2 separate regions of the Zea mays genome follow, and region 1 is linked to region 2. A link is a contact called in public Hi-C data. All regions are on one chromosome and are shown on one strand. The core of a region is the stretch at or near the end of the contact, and the rest is flanking DNA. Distances in the headings are between cores, read along the strand shown.

The links. Hi-C and Micro-C count contacts between places; a contact is called where the count stands out from the background.
Region 1: a Hi-C map of root tip shows a contact between it and region 2, with 4 times the contacts expected there. The contact joins the promoter of LOC100276658 here to the enhancer-like site in region 2. A contact is called at or near these places in 13 of 25 Hi-C or Micro-C datasets (bundle sheath, ear, leaf and 3 more).

The regions. Positions count from the first base shown.
Region 1 is chr9:98,778,073-98,780,772 of Zm-B73-REFERENCE-NAM-5.0, forward strand. LOC100276658 reads left to right here and starts at 1,308. Exons shown (of 1, transcript NM_001150390.2): 1 at 1,308-2,234. The coding sequence starts at 1,320. The coding sequence ends at 1,955.
Region 2 is chr9:98,708,546-98,711,474 of Zm-B73-REFERENCE-NAM-5.0, forward strand. All of the region lies in intron 15 of LOC103638720 (transcription initiation factor TFIID subunit 1), which reads left to right. Among protein-coding and RNA genes, the nearest start is that of LOC103638720, 24 kb to the left of the region's middle. Within about 2 kb of position 1,461, at least 1 of the 20 cell types and tissues checked has an H3K27ac peak or open chromatin away from gene starts, as enhancers often do. A contact at or near this core is called in root tip, where this site is marked.

The DNA.
Region 1 (2,700 bases), core at 58-2,557, 69 kb after region 2:
AATTCAAAGTCATGCTAATAATTTTAATACACACGTCTTGGAGACAGCCAATTGTATTTGCCTATCCTTCTCCTAAAATGCCTTCTTAATACTTACGAGCTATGAGCTATGAATTATATAATTTGCGACTATTATTATCTTTCTCAATTAAATGTGTTCTCCAATTAGGTATGACTTGGGCTATATCTAGCCACAATGGATCCTCCGCCTCTGATCACGAGTACAACCAAGAGTATTACCTCGCTGATGGTATCTATCTTTAGTGGCCGATGTTTGTGAAGACTGATGTCTAGGTGTGGTAACAGGTTCTAAAGTTTATTTTTAAACGTCTGATCGAACTAAGATGGTGCTCAATTTATATTCATATTTGAACTAATATTAATTTTGTGTTCAAACGAACTGCGAAGAAACGTGATCGTGATCTATTATCAGTCACCCCCTATCCCTGCTCCCCTCCCACTCATTTTTTCCCCCTTTGCTCAGGCGCCGACCCGGGCGACACGACGGCGACACCAAGTGCGCGGACGCAATAATCCTGTCCGTCCTTCCGCCCAGGCCCGGCCGCCGCACAATCATCTCGTCCCCAGCGCGCGCGCCTCGGGCTGTCGGGCACCATAAGCCGGGCGACGCGCAATGGGGTCAGCTAGCCCCGCTCCGATCCGCTGCCCACAGGATCCCAAGCCACCGTACCCGCGTACGCGACGCGACGGCGAGGTGGCGCGCGCGCGGGCGCGGGCGCGGGGACGACGGATTGATGCCCCCTGGCCTGGTCACATTTCTCCCGCATCTCGCCCGCGGCTTGCGTCCTTCCCGCCTTTACGTGTCCGTGGTCCTTCCTCGCAACCGCCATCATCATACGTGCCGCCACCCTCCAACATCTCAAGTGATCTTTTCCATGCATTGCATTGCATTGCATTGCGCCCAAAGCTGCCAAAAGAAATCTCGCAAGTGGATAGAGATTACATGCGTCTTTCGCATAGAAAAAGTATCGTGACGACCTGAACCATAGTAGCAGCTAGCAACAGTTTATTCAAGCTGAAAAGGGAAGCCCATCAATCGATCAGCTGCAGCTCCACTTTGCAGGGGACATGTGACAAGTAGCTGTACTGTACGTTATTGGTGTTGGATCCTGTTCCTGTACCCGTACGTTACTGCATGCATGACATGCATGTGAGCTGGCTGGGCCGTGTTCTGCAGCTGCGGGTTTTCTACCTGCTTGGTCAGTGTCACGTGTCAGTCTGCCTCCCTGTGCTGTGCATGCCATTTCCTACAAATCCTAGCGCGAGTGGTTACGGCCAGCAAGTCAGGTTCAGGGGGCCATGGACAGCTGGTACGCGTGGCTGTCGCGGACGGGGCTGGCGCCGTCGCTGGCGCACGAGTACGGGCGCCTCTTCAGCCGGAACAAGCTGGAGCCCCGGGACGCGCCGCACTTCGACCACGACCTGCTCAAGAGCATGGGCATCGCCGTCGCCAAGCACCGCCTCGAGATCCTCAAGCTGGCCAGGAAGCAGGACGCCGGCGCCTCGTCGTCCGCGGCCTCGCGGCTCGGGCGCAGGGCCACCAGGTGCCTGTCCCGGTGCGCGCGCCGGCTGGCAGGAGGCGGCGCGTGGAGGGCCGCGTCGTCGTCGGTCACCGTCGTCCCGAGGATCTGCGGCGGCGAAGACGCCGTCCGCGTCGGAGCAGTGCAGCGGAAGGGCACTGGTAGCGGCACCACCAAGAAGATGGTGCTCATGATCACCGACGGCGGCGTCGCCGGAGGAGGGTACGGCTACGGCCTCAGAGGCCGTGGCGGCGCGAGGCTGTCGTCGGCGTCGTCGCAGAAGGCGAGTCTGATGTTTCATGACGGGTACCAAGACGAGGAGGAGGAGATGGGAGACGACGAGGACGAGGACGGCGGCGCCGGTGACGGCGACATCAAGTGGGACTCCATGTTTCAGGACCTCAAACCCACGTGAGGATGAAGTTCTCCGATCTCCAGACTCCGGCTGCTGGAGTTTGATGTTGCTGCGTGAGTGAGTCGGTCGTCATGGCTTTGCTTGTGGGCTTCTGGTGTGAGAGAATTTTAACAACTCTCCTCATGCTGTCTGTCGTTCTCCCTTCCCTGAGAAGAGAACGTAATGTCGAAAATGTGTATTTTCCTCCACTGGTTTTGCGGTGTTAAAGCTTGAGCAAGAACCATAGGTGCCTGATCACTGCAATTGCAAGACCATATTTAAATGTTGTCGGGGTTTTTTTTACTTAGTTAGTACAGCTAGATCAACGTGCAAAATAGATTATGACCGAAGGAAAAGAAAAAAGGTGTAAGCATCGGACAACGACATCGTCATAGTTATTGCTACTGACTTTCATATAAAGGTACTGACTTTAATATGGAGTCTTTTAAGAAGTCTTTAAAAGTCTAATTAAAAAAAATAAAGAGACAGACTCTTTGCTAAGAGCCCATCTCTACACAATTATTCATACATATTGTTTCTTAAATATATTTATGATCTAGTTTCTCATAATTGTATCACGAGGTCTCTTAATTGTCTCTGATCCTTAAAAATCGAACCAGTCTTAGGGGTTGTACAAGCCCTAACGCCGCAACAGTTCTGTAGTTGTTTCTATGCAGCGCAGTTGAATGTGGCAATAGTTCTGTAGTTGTTTTTGTGCAGCGCAATTTCAACAAAAATCGAAATGACGCTACATTGGGGCCGTCAT
Region 2 (2,929 bases), core at 211-2,710:
TCGCTGCTTAAAGCCTTTGGCCACCAGCCTGGCTTTATATCTATCTTATCTTCCATTTGTTTTTCGTTCTATTCCATAGACCCACTTATAATCTATAACATTCTTGGCACTACCAGAAGGAACTAGATATCAAGGATCATTTTTCATCTGTGCATCAAATTCTATATCCATAGCATCCTTCCAAAGTTCCAATTTTCATCAGCCAAAGCTTCAGACAGAAGTTCCCCTATAGTAGTTAGTTAGCTATATCGAACGTGAGAAATTTTACCATCTTTAAGTTCTGTATGAGGCCTCTGATCTGTGTAAACAGGTGCTGATGTGTCTGATGATAAAGTGCCAGCCTCTGAAGCTCCTACTTTGTGATATCCTGGCCCCAGTGGATGGTGATATCTTGGGCCAAAGGTTTAATAGAATTAATAGATTACTCATACCAACAAGGCGCCTCTTTTTTTTGGAAGTCTGTCTCGAAAGAACCTCTGGCTTAAGCGTGCTTGGCCAGCAGCAATTTTGGGATGGGTAACCGACCGGGAAGTTTTCCCGGGTGCACATGAATGAGGACAAAGTGCGCACAAAAGACTCGTGTTGGTCTGTGTGGATGATATATGATCCTAGAGTGCTGTTAGGAATAAGTACAGCCGGTCCGGGAGTGGAATGGGTGTTACATGCTCCTATGGAAACAAAGCCCCATGGTGGCTACTCCTACCGTGCTGGTGATGGTGGAGCACGGACATGGGATATTGCAGGTCCTAAAGATGCTTCTAACAAGTCATTATCTTCTGTTTTAAACAGACACTGATAATAGAGATGCGGAGCAACACGCATCTAAACAGCTAGTCTAGGTGCTGATAACATATGGTCAGAGGGCAGCACACCCTGCGTAGAAGGTGTTGCTGCATTAGTTGACACCCGAACATCTGTCTCACCTTCTTTGTCATGCCTGTTACTAGAATCTCCAAAAACTTCTTCAGTAGCATGAGCATTAGCAGATAAATCATTAGGAAACGAATGATCAGTTGTATTACAATTGCCCCTGGTGTCAAAGATAGATACATTTGAAGCATTATAGATTGGTTCTTCTGAGTCACTATAACTAGAAATTTTATTTTGACTGACAAAATTCTCAACCATTTGAAAGAACGATTGACCAAAACGACTATGCCACCAGTGAGGGGACATCTTGATGACACTAAGAGCCCCTCGCCGGAGGCTTGGTAATGGATAAAGACCATCTTCACATCTATCACAAAGCATAACCTTTCTCGTGCCCAAATCTTTAGAAAATGATAAGGAAAATATTCAAGGGAGACAGTTATCTTTGGAAGACTAATGGACAGAAACTAGATTCTCTGTAGCATGAGAAACATGTGAGACATTATTGAGATGCAAGATTTTCACAGAGGCAATGTTCTTAATTTTTATACCTGCCCCGTTGGCTGTGATGATCTGGTTTTTGCCCTTGTACTTGTTGTAGGCCATCAGCTTGTCTAGATCAGATATGATGTGATCAGTCGCAGCTGTGTCGAGGTACCAGTTGGTGTCTACACCATATGAGTGTCTGCAGTAGCAGTCTTGGTGTCTTCTAGAGCACGAAGTTGTTCTTGGTAAGCTTCATGTATTGCCCTAGGAGAGGCCTTAACACAACAGAGATTGTGGTAGACACCATGAAGAGTTGTTATCGTCGGATAGGGTTCTGGAGGTGGATAGATGGATGTTAGAATAGAATGTGCTTGTATATCATGCTATAGTTATATCAGATCAAGGGTCTACATGATTGTTCCATAATAAAGGAAGACCTTGACCATTTCTGATACCATGTAAGAAAACACGTCACTAGGTTTAAGTGTTCGCTCTGACCTATTAGGTCGATGGGGTTGAGTATATATAGGGCAGAATACTGCCATCAGGAGTTCAACTCGGGTGCAGCTACCTTAACCGACTTCTATTCTATATCTGGGACAGATCAAACCTGATTCTATCCTATCTTTAATCAGAGTCAGTTAAGGTCTTCCTCTATTACTCCCTCCGTCCCAGTATATAAGGCGTAACCACCTCTGGTTCAAAGACCAAGAAATGCATTTAATTGTCTCTATATCACTGCATCGATATACGTATGCATAGAGAGAGCACGCCTTATATTGTGAGACAAAAATAAAAAGTGGTTACGCCTTATATCCTGAGACGGAGGGAGTATAGAACAACCGTGTGGACCCCTAATATGATATGGTTGTAGCTTGATAAACGAGCACATTCTATTCTAACAGGCATGTCTAAGAGTGTGTTTCCCAGGCAAGACTGCCTGGCTTGGGCGTCCCCCCTAGCCTGTAATTTCTCAGGGGCCTGGGGCTATGATCAATGCCTGGCGGGAATCTTGCTTAGGAGGCTACAAAAAAGCCCCTAATACCATGGAACATGCTTCAGTATGAGCATATAGAGTGTGTATTGATATTTGATGGTCTCTGGCATTACTTATTTGGGGATCATTGTTTTATGCAAGCCACATTTGGGTCCTCTGAAAAAGAAACACTTGTCTCCATAAATGAAAACAATTCTCATTTTGCCTTTACAGTGTTAACTTATACAATAACATGTGGAACCTACTCCCATATGCCATAGACATAGTGGGATTTTGGCATACTGACTTTCACTACCGTTGGAGCAGACATCTATGATTTCTTTCATTATTGCATTATAGTGTATGATGTCTACTTTTCCTACCTTATTTGAAGGAAAACTCCTGCCATTTTGTGCTTTAAAATTATAGTGTATGAGTGATAAGTGATTAACGACCAACCTAGCAGGAACTAGATGACTTTATGTTAACAAGAAAGTAGGCACTCAAACTCACCTTGATGAGGACGTGAACTAGGTGACATTCACACCCTCAATCGAGCTAGACTGAGCTTCCTGTAGTGCACGTGTAATACTTTTG